3 separate regions of the Zea mays genome follow, and regions 1 and 3 are each linked to region 2. The links are chromatin contacts, called in public Hi-C maps. All regions are on one chromosome and are shown on one strand. The core of a region is the stretch at or near the end of the contact, and the rest is flanking DNA. Distances in the headings are between cores, read along the strand shown. Region 1 has its middle 45 kb from the start of LOC109942011. Region 2 holds the start of LOC100216730 (Gibberellin receptor GID1A). Region 3 holds the start of LOC100281565 (LEC14B).

Evidence for each region. Hi-C and Micro-C count contacts between places; a contact is called where the count stands out from the background.
Region 1: a contact with region 2 is called in a Hi-C map of ear, with 4 times the contacts expected there. The contact joins the enhancer-like site here to the promoter of LOC100216730 in region 2. A contact is called at or near these places in 2 of 25 Hi-C or Micro-C datasets (ear and tassel).
Region 3: a Hi-C map of ear shows a contact between it and region 2, with 2.8 times the contacts expected there. The contact joins the promoter of LOC100281565 here to the promoter of LOC100216730 in region 2. A contact is called at or near these places in 6 of 25 Hi-C or Micro-C datasets (bundle sheath, ear, endosperm and 1 more).

The regions. Positions count from the first base shown.
Region 1 is chr8:108,519,766-108,523,107 of Zm-B73-REFERENCE-NAM-5.0, reverse strand. No RefSeq gene overlaps it. Among protein-coding and RNA genes, the nearest start is that of LOC109942011, 45 kb to the right of the region's middle. Within about 2 kb of position 1,442, at least 17 of the 20 cell types and tissues checked have an H3K27ac peak or open chromatin away from gene starts, as enhancers often do. A contact at or near this core is called in ear and tassel, where this site is marked.
Region 2 is chr8:108,807,131-108,810,778 of Zm-B73-REFERENCE-NAM-5.0, reverse strand. LOC100216730 (Gibberellin receptor GID1A) reads right to left here and starts at 1,413. Exons shown (of 2, transcript NM_001399100.1): 1 at 984-1,413; 2 at 1-407. The coding sequence starts at 1,022.
Region 3 is chr8:108,471,741-108,475,385 of Zm-B73-REFERENCE-NAM-5.0, reverse strand. LOC100281565 (LEC14B) reads left to right here and starts at 1,617. Exons shown (of 10, transcript NM_001154484.2): 1 at 1,617-1,802; 2 at 2,302-2,713; 3 at 2,862-2,981. The coding sequence starts at 2,333.

The DNA.
Region 1 (3,342 bases), core at 193-2,692, 290 kb after region 2:
TCGCCTCCCAACGGTCCGGGTAAACCCCGTGACTGTGCTGGAAGACCACACAGCGATACTCGATAGACCAAGTACATCGGTCAAGTGCCCGGCATAGCAAGGTGTCGAGCGCATCGTGAAAGTGACACCCGCGAGCGGCGTCACGGGTGATGGGTTGTAATACCCAAAATTTAGATAACAAAATAGAAGGGAATAATACTTTGTGTAACATGGGTTCTTACTCGTTTTAAAGCATATAAAGGTTCATGATTAATGTAATTAATGTAAGAGATGAACTATAAAGAAGTTAAGCATTCATGCTAGATGTTTTCTTGATTTATACATTTAAAAAAACTAAAACTCTCATTTAGGTTTGAATTTTGGATTAAAAAAAGAAAACCTCTCTGCGGCCGACTGTTTTTTTTTTTTTTGTTCTGGCCCAGAACCACATGGGCTCTCGCTTTCCCCTGGTGCCGTTCAGTGGACCAACTAGGCAATCGTGGCTCACGGCTTTGGCTGGTGCTCAATCACTGAATTGTGGTCCCCACATGTCATCCCTTTCTTCTTTCCTCCTCACCGAAACAAGCGGGCGGTGCCATGAACCTCAGACGGCTGTGGAAACCTGATTCTGGGAGATGGGGCTCCACACCGCGCGGCCTCGCCACCAACAGTGCCTGGGGCCCAGGGATTTATCCGCCTGGTGTATTCCCCTCGCGAAAACTCTCCCAGAGCCATGCACGGAGTTCGTTATGAACTAATCCCGTGAATAAAGCATCTGTCTGGCCAGCTTCTCCTTCACCAGCGTAACAAACCCAACAACAACTGCATGATCACCGTAACTACCTCCTCCATGTATCCGCCCCTGGGTATATTTATTCACCACCGTGACCTCGCGTTGGACATCATACTTATGGTCTGCGCGAATTAACAGATATATAGCAGGTAGAGAAAGAAATAGAGTTTGTCACCGAGGAAGCGTTGTGGTGTCTATGCCATTGGTTAACCTCGGAGTGTAGCTAGGAGGTCCCTCAGATCAAGTCGTGCATGCACCAGAGGATTGCATGGAGCTACGACGGCTAGATAACTGGGAAGATCGTTGTCGAAGCCTCGGTCGTATTCGCGACCACGCGAAGCTATGGACAAACGCTGGCACCAGCACCGGGGTCCGTCCCTACTACCGGTATGATAGCCTTTCCGAGTTTGCCCCTCCTGTTTCATTTTCATCGAGTCGCGCTTAAGTTTGGATGCTAGCATACCGGATGGGCGTGTGCCGGCAATGGCCTCTGCTGTGTACTGCGCGAGCCACCATGGCTGACCGCCGGGAGAAGGAAGAAGCAATTTGAGACGCTGATCTGGTGTTGGACGAGTGAGATTAGAACTAGATGTTTTAAATCAAGGCCGTTGTAGTACATCAGACGGTTCAGGTTGCGCGGTACCCCTTCGGCCAGGCTTTTTACGTGAGAGACCCTCAGGTTTATGATATTGAACCCGCAGTCCACCCTAGCTGTAGCCTGAGCCTTGGGAGTCTTTCGAATTAGACCCTGCATTTCTCTGAAATGCTGCGCGCAGTCCTGTAATTCGAGAAAATAGGGAAAAGGTTTTAGAAAATGAATTTCTAGTGCTAAAATAATTCCAAAACTTATATACTTCATAGAAAATTCATTTTAAATCCTTTTTCATCCATTCTAGTTGCAATAATTTTTTTTGTCTATCACCTAGTAAGTTTATTTTGTTATGAAACCTAAACTAAAATTGTGTACTTAATTTCTTTTGTGCACCAGTGCTAAATCTATAGAAATTCGTAACTTTTTAACCGTAACTCTGATTTGATCCGTTCGAATTGCGTTAGATTCACAATAATATCATCTATACAGTATGACACTAACATTTATCGCACCCCATACTTTTATTTTTAGAAATTTGTCTAGCCTATGTTTAATAGATTAACTCCTCTAAACGAAGTTAACCTATCCATGATTATAGTTTGATTAAAATATGTTCTCTAGTCAAGTTATAATTAAGATTAAAGTTGAATTAATTATTCATAGAATATTATCTCATATGGTGTATACTAATCAATTTATAATATAGTTTAATAGTTAAATCACATAGATCTCCCATAAATCATAACTCCTTAACCATAACTCCAATTTTAGCTATTCTCGAACCCACGATCTTGTAGCTTCGCATAGATTATTATTACGCAGTTTATTCTTATGCTTGGTGTGATGTTAATTTTGCCTATACCATGTTTATTTGTATTGCTACGACTAGCAGTGAGGTCATGTGTCATCTGAAGAGCAAGTTGGTACCTGGAATATCAAGTCCCAGGCAAGTTGTGCCCTTGATCACTTCTTTTACCCAGTCATGTTCTAATTAATCATAATGATCTGCATAGGTTAATTTTGATGGGACCCAACAGGTTACCCTAGTTTGATTATCTTTATACCTTGACTCCACTAAACTTTTTGGGTAGTACCTGCTATTGCTTTATGTGGTTTTGGGTATGAAGATTACACTATTCATGATTATACTTTTGTTATCAGTTGTTATTTATTGTTCATGTTAAGATCATTATGTTAATTGGAACATGGAGAACCACCCGGGAAAACAGTGCTACCACAAGGGTTTATGGACGCCCTTGGCTGATTAACTAGGAAAGCTAGTGGATGACTACCTTAACCGAAAGGGGCAAGGGCAGTAGGGGAGTGGTCAGTGTAGGGATGTCCTTGGTTGATTTTGCTGCGATGGCGGTTAGGCGAGGGATTCCTGCACTGGAGCTTCCTATAAACTGTAGCTGGTTTTCTGAAGCTAGTGGAACTTTGTAAAGGCCTCGTAGTGTTACCCTGTCTCACCTCCTCGGTAGAGGTGTATGGGATTGGTCGTCTCTTGGCAGATGGGTAACATGACTTGTGGGTAAAGATGTGCAACCTCTGCAGAGTGTAAAACTGGTATACTAGTCGTGCTCACGGTCATGAGCAGCTCGGACACTCACATGATTAATATATGGAACTAAATTCAATTTGCCATATGCATTGCATCGCAGGTGATGTTGTTACTTTTGTTCTACTACTTAATTGGGTTGGTATTTACTTATACTTAATAATTGCTAATAAAATTTTGACCAACTTTAAAAGCAATGCTCAGCTCTAACCATCCTCTTTGGTAAGCCTTACACTTCACATGAGCTCCCACCTTTGGCGAGTTCATGCACATTATTCCCCACAACTTGTTGAGCGATGAACGTATGTGAGCTCACTCTTGCTGTCTCACACCCCCTCACAGGTCAAGAACAGGTACCACAGGATGAGGCGCATGGAGGATGCTGCGATGTGTTCGTGAGAGGTCTAGGCCGTCGTCTCC
Region 2 (3,648 bases), core at 164-2,663:
GACACCACCACGCCCTTGCTCAGCCTCACCAGCCGCCGGCACAGGTTGTCGTAGATGGCCGTGCCGGACGACGAGTGCGCGAAGCTGCCGCCGTGGAAGAAGAGGATGACCGGGAACGGCGTCGACGCCGCCGGCGTGCCGCCGAGGAAGTCCAGGATGGGCAGGGTGGCGCCGCCGCCGCCGTTGTTGTTGGCGGCGGCGCGGTAGATGCGGACCTCCAGGCCGGTCGACGTGTCGATCACGTGGTCGAAGGAGGAGACCCCCTCCTGGGCCCGCGCGTCGGGCGCCACCCGCCGGTCCAGGAACTCGGCCAGGTCGCGGTCGAAGGTGCCGTCCGCCCGCCGGAGCATGTTGTACGCCAGCTTGAAGTTGGAGATGAGGACCCATGTGTGGATCGGCACCGCCCCCTGCACAACCACACCACACAACAACAACAAGGAACAAACATCAGCAGCAACAGACAGTTCCTCAGCAACACTCAAACCTCCTCCTCATCACACACACACACACACGCCACCCTACTCTTTTGCAGTTTCGTGAGAACGGCAATGCGAGCGGCCACCGGACCTTCGGCCGCCGCCTGCCACTGCCAGCAGAAAAGATGGAAGCTTTGGCAATGATTTGGTCGCTTCCGTCTTGTTGGGTAGCCATTTCCGTGACACCCCTCGCCACTCCCTCCCAAACTCCAAAAAAAAAACAACGGGGGCAAGCGAGAAGAGGATAAATTTGGGATTGAGCCCAAAGGGGAAAGGAGCGAGCGATTGACCCGCGAAATCACCGGCCGGCGCTGGCCCCGACCCACCACCGCCCCACCGAACCATGCATAAAGCGGCGGCACAAATCGGGAGGCGCGCCGCCCTGGCGCATCCCAACAGAAGAAACGCGCAAGGACGGCGGCGCGCATGCCCGCGCGAAGAAACTAGTACGTACAGGCCCCAGGGGACAGGAGGAAGCAGCAGCGGTAGCCGCTTGCGCGCGCGCACCTTGCACTCGTTGCGGTTGACCTCGTCGCTGCCGGCCATGGCGGTGGGCGCCGCTCGGCTCCGGACCGGACCGGACCGCACCGCCGGCTTCACTGCTGCAAGTGCAAGATCTCTGCCCCCCGGGCAACAAAAGCCTGGCTTGGCTCACCACATGGGCGCCGGAGGCCCGACCACGGCCACGGGCAAGTGATCCCGCTGAACCGAGACCGGCCCGAGCGCGACGCGCCCTCCCGCGTCCCCGATCTCCTATCTGGGGCAATAAGCCCCGCCTCTCCACCAACCTCTGGGCTCGACGAGCCAAGCAAGCAGAGGCCGGGGAACGAGCAGCGCGCGGGCGCGGTAGTACGAGGAGCTGGAGCAGCAGAAGCGCTGTAGGCTGTGGTGTGTGTGTCTGTGTGTGCAGGCCGGCACAGCGGGGGAGGCGAGGGAGTGATGGAGGGGAACAGGAAGGAGGGAAGGGGCGAGGGGTAATAGCGAGGTGCGGAGCCGGACGCCGGACGGACGGAGGAGACGACAAAACCGGGCGGCTCAAAAAGTAAAACCCGCGGGGGATGCGGGGCCTACACGCACGCACCCAACCCCCCACTTCTTCTCCCTACCCAAACTTGTCAATATTTTTCTCTCACACACTATCTTCTTCCTCCTTCCCCTCTCTCTCAGTCTCTGTCTCTATCCCCTCGCATGCCTTTTTTGTTTGTTTATTATTTCTTTTGGAGGGTTGCGCGAGAAGGTTTGGATGGATCTGGCGATAGCCGGCCTGCCGCTGCCCTTTGGGGACGAGGACGAGAGTTGCCCTCCGGCTTTTCGTGCTCGCCTGCCTTTTCCTCCTTCGCCGGCCTCGTCGTCGCTGTCGTCGCGGAGATTAGGGGCGTGTTTGCGACGCGTATGAGGCCGGCTCGGCTCGCTCGGGTGAACCGGGCTGAAGTTAGCCGGTCTCAATTGATACAATATATTTTGTTTGTGCAACTGTACCAAATAAGCCCGGTCCAAGTGAGCCGATGTTTGTCACACGTAGACAACCAGGTTAAAAGTCACTTTTGCTTCTTGAAAGCAGCCACGAGGAGCTGGTTTGCGCCACCGGCAGCCGAGCTCCAAAAAAACGGAGCCTGCCTTCGTTTTCTGGGAGCCAGGCTGAAGAGCCACTTTTACACCCGCAGGACCGAGCCCCAAAACAAATTAAGACACACAAACACACACGTTGCATCCAGCGAGCGCAGCCAGGCCAGCGGGCCAAGGTCGCAAACGTGCCCTAGATTTTTTTTTTCGTTCGAGTCCAGCCATGGGAGTTGGACGGAGCGCGAGAAGCCGAGAACTGCTGGTAGGTGCACCAAAATGGTGTACGTGGACGTTGGGCTATCTGCTGGACGTATCCGGGCCACTATTGCTATCGCAAAACCCTGGCCTGGGGCCAAAAGGAAAGGCTCTCTCGTTTTTGGGTCCCAAAAATGCTCTCTCTCTGCCGTGTTGCCTTTGCCACTTTTGTTTCTCTGTCTGTCTATTCTATCGTTTTCCAAGTGACAACGTATGTTTTTTTATATATATAGAAAGGAAAAAAAAAACGAGATGTACTACCGCTGAGTTCGAATGTGTCCAACGAACACACGTAATGACTGAGATATTTGAGATATCAGGTTAGGGGTATCAATATATACAGGAAATAACAAAGTACTACTACCGCTGAACTCCCTTTTTTTTAAAAGAAAAAGCACAGGTGAAATGAAGTACGCCTAAGCAGCTAAGCTAAGCTAAGCTGACTTCTACCAGCCTAGCATATGCCTTAACCTTAGGTTGACGTCTCTCTTTTTCCCCCATATTGAAGTCACATCGGCAATACATACCACCGGCTTCCAAGGACACAAGCTGGCTTTTTAAACATCTCATCTGAACCATAGCACTAGATACCAACTAAAAAAAGGCAGGGGGAAAAAACTAGTAGTAGCATAGTTTCGGCCTTTGCCAACCGGTCTTGTAGCACCCAGCGTCCCAGCCTTTATCAGCTAGCTATCGATCACACACACCACACCAAGCTGCCGACTGTCGTCATCATTAGACCACCAACGCTTTAGTGTCTGGTTTTAAGCTTTACCTACCGTAACATTTCAGTGTATAGTCTTTACCCAGAAGACGACAACAACCTCAGCGTTGTATCAATTTTTTTTTAATATACTTTTGTTTGAAATTAATTGAACACGGCGTTTTGCCGCCTCGTCATTTTTGTATGCTCTTTGTTTCAAAACAAACGCTTCAAATGACCTTGGAAGAGGCTCTCTCTCTCTCTCCCTTCTAGGTTCTCCATCAACATCAATAGGGTCATCTTGTCTTATCTTATATCTCGATGTTTTTGTAGACAGCATGTTTCCACTTCCTCGTAATCATCACCGTAGTATAAGATACAGTCATTAGGGCATGTATATATATCTCTAGCACTTCTAACTATAGGACAAACAACCTCTTTTGCTCCATATGTTGTAGTGGTCGATTTCTTAACCTTCAGAAGCAACTTCTTCATAAGTTTTTAATAGATCATCAAAACCCTTATTAGACATTACCATTTGTTGTTTTCTACTAAAATAATTTTAACATATTGCACAACTTCTTGTGCCTCTATTTTACAATCTAGGTACCATGGTGTTTTGTGGTCCTCTCACATATCCTCCAACTTATT
Region 3 (3,645 bases), core at 368-2,867, 340 kb after region 2:
GTTTGCTGAATCATATAAGATCAAGTTGCTCAATTCGTCTCCATATTATGCTCAGGACAATGAGAAGGCCGAGTCTAGTAATAGGACATTGATTAGCCTTATAAAAAGAAAATATCTGATCATCCTAAGCATTGGCATAAGGTTTTGTCTGAAGCTTTATGGGCTCATAGAATATCTAAACACCATGCTACTAAAGTTTCTCCTTTGAGCTTGTTTTTGGCAGGAAGCGGTTTTGCATGTGGAGGTAAGCCTAAATGTTGTCAGGTTCGCCAGTCAGAATGATGTAACTGTCGGTGATTATTATAATTCAATGATAGACTATATTGATGAAGTGACCAACAAGAGATTGATAGCTCTAGGAGAAATAGAAAAGACAAGATCATGGTCGGCAAAGCTTACAACAATAAGGTCAAGGCTAAGTCATTCCAGGTTGGAAACCTGGTATGAAAGACCATCTTGCCATTGAGGAACAGAGACCGGAAGTTTGGAAAATAGTCGCCAAGCTAGAAAGGTCTTTAAAAGATCACACATGTAATATCATTACCTGGAAACACTTATATATTACAAAATTACAAGGTGAGGACTTGTCCAATGCGCTGAACGAACGTTTTTGGAAGCAATATCATTGTAGTACGTGGCAAGATGCTTAAAAGAACCGATGTGGTCACGTCGAGTTGATTACATCATGTGCTAGTGCTTTTGGTTCACCCAGCTCCTCCAAAAGAAAGAGGGACATGTGTTGAGCACCATTTGTGGTACTGGGCATAGTCAGATGGTCCGACCTTGAGGATCGGATGGTCCAGCACGAGGACAGTCCGCCCGTAGGCGTGGACGGTCCACGAATAGATCAGATTAGGCACAACTAATCTGTTTTCCACGCGATTTGCCCCTCTAAATCCGGTGTTGCTGTTGGGAGACGTCTAGAAACGGATCTAGATCTCCCTCCTATATATATTAAGGGGTACGACCGATACAATCACCAACAATTAATCAAACAATCAATTTATCTTCCGTTCTTTACCTTTTGCCCTAGGTGTGGACAATAACATAGTTTCCCCTCTAATCTTCATCTCTCTCCGGCTCTATGTCGTTTAGAGGCGTCTTGGATGGTCTGCCGATCCCAAAATAAATCCTATAACCTCTCCTCCTCGATGGGTCCCTTCCGGAAGCGAGATCTAGGTGTTGTTGGCGAACTCCATCGCCTCTACACGCGTGGACCGTTCGCCCATCAGGCGTGGACCGTACGACTTGTCTGCAGAAACTCTAACTCCTGCGCCAGGTCGCGGACCGTCCACGCTGCCGTAGAGAGCACCGCCATTAATGCACATTGTAGTGATTGGCGTATAGATTGGCGCCTACAAATACTAATAGCAATTTTCTCCCATTCTTCACTTTGTTTTCTTATGCGTGAGGTGTGATTGTGTCCGCGAGCATCATCACCAATGCATATCGTAGTGATTGACGGTTAGATCGGCGCCAACAAATACTAATGGCAAATCTCTCCCGTTCATCACTTTGTTTTCTTATGCGTGAGGTGTGACTGTGTGTGCAAAGAACCGCTTGCTACCAGCAAGAAAACCCTCTACAAGCCCTTTTTTTTTTGTTATCCGGTCCGCCCAGGCTCTTCCCATTCTCCGGCGCTTCCCTCTGTCCCTTGGCTCGCTCTGGCGTGGTTCTCCCGTCCCCTGGTGCGTGCGCGCTTCTCGCTCTCTCGTGGCGGCGACTGGGCGACTATCGCCTCCGCCCTACAACAGTTGCTCAGGTCTTCTTTGGGCCCTTCGCCGGGGACAAGCACCCACCGGGTACGCCTATCCCTTTTCTTCCCCTAACATCTATTTGTCGAATCTGATGTAGTTACAAGTGTAGTGTACATGTAGTATTATCCCTGCTAACTCTTTTTTTTGGGCAAAAATTATCGTGTGTACATGTGTATACCCATGCCCTTTACTGGGTTCCCCCTGATAGCTAGTAATTATCAGTAGTAAAATCTTTGTTCCTGCATGTTCGCGGATGCAGTTTCACTGTTTTAAAATATTTTATGATGCAATACCACAATTTATAGGGTGTATTTAGAGTAGAAACCAGAGGTTTGAATCGGGCTTGTGAATTCTAGTTAAAAAAGCACATTCAACGAACAAACTGGCCAACATAAGCTGCTCCTGACCTTAAAAAACAGGCTGCTCTCACGTGATATGTGTCTTTTATGCAATTGCAAAGATGTAACAAATTTCGTTGTTCCTTGGAAACATTCCGATTTCTATAAACAAGCCTTTGAGTCTGAATATTGATAAGTGTTTGCAGAGAAAATCAATAAATACATCGGCCTGAAAGAATGGGTTATGGCATGAGTAGGCTAGACGATGAATACTATGAGGCTGAAGGGCAGAATACTGGTGGATCTGGCTCAGTTCAAGTGAACGATGAGTTTGCAACACTACATAATGATATTTTTCATATGACCCGAATGAGATCAGGACTTACTGAAAGCTACAAGTCCATGGGTACCAACAGAGGCATAATATCAACTGCCAAGTTATTATCTCGAAGGGAAATTGATTGTTCTGGAAAGGGGATGTTCTCTTCTGGTGACCGTGCATTTGTTCTAGGTCGTCATGTTCCGATGAACAATCCTGAATTATTGGATAGGATGGATTCTCGTGCTTACGTTTCACAGTTTTCTGCTGATGGTACTCTTTTTGTTGCTGGTTTTCAGGTATGCTATGCTCAACCAACAATAGTCGAGGTTTTAAACAAGTTCAAGTCAGAATTTCCTGGTGTTTACTTTTTCTGTCATCATGTTATGCATTTTTAAAGTTAAAATTTATAGACGTAGTATAAATAACATTTCTTTTCATTTTCAGGGAAGTCACATAAGAATATACGATGTTGATAGAGGCTGGAGCATACACAAAGACATTCATGCTAGGTGTTTAAGATGGACAATCAGTGATGTATCCTTATCACCTGATCAGCGGTATCTTGTAAGTTTCTCCTGGATTTAATAAGTTTAGCTTATCACCCTTATTCTACATGCTTTGTTCAGTTTTGGTTTGCATGTAACTCTATTTTGCAACTTTTCATCAGTCAGCATTGTAGATAAATCTCTTTCATTATTCTTCTTATCAAGAAGAAATATTTCATATGCAACTCTGTTCAACAGGTGAATAAACCAAAGAGTACCAGATGTGGTTACATGTTTTACAACAAGTTTTCATTTTTTTTATTATTGTATCTTTTGACGGGAGAGCATATGGGCTGGGAGCTGGGTAGTTCCGGTTCTTCTAGTGGAAACATGTTGCAGTTGGGAAATGGATGTTTCACATGGACAATATCATAGAGGCTAGCATCCAAAGATGAGTTGTGCAATATTGACCTTACCTATGTCTGGCTACCAAGATGAAATGCATCGAAGTTGTTCCAACCATTACATCAACTACAATGACTGGAAGTACCTGTAGGACAATGAAGTTTACAGGGACATTTGAGACTTCGTCTAGTCCATTTGGTCCTTTCATGACATAATGCTACATATTTTGTTTGTTGGTATGAGCACGCCTTAGAGGTTTGCAAAGGGCCTCTAGCGTAATGGTTAAGGCTTCCGAGTAGCACCTCCAGGTCCCTGGTTCGATCCCCCTCAGGGGCGAA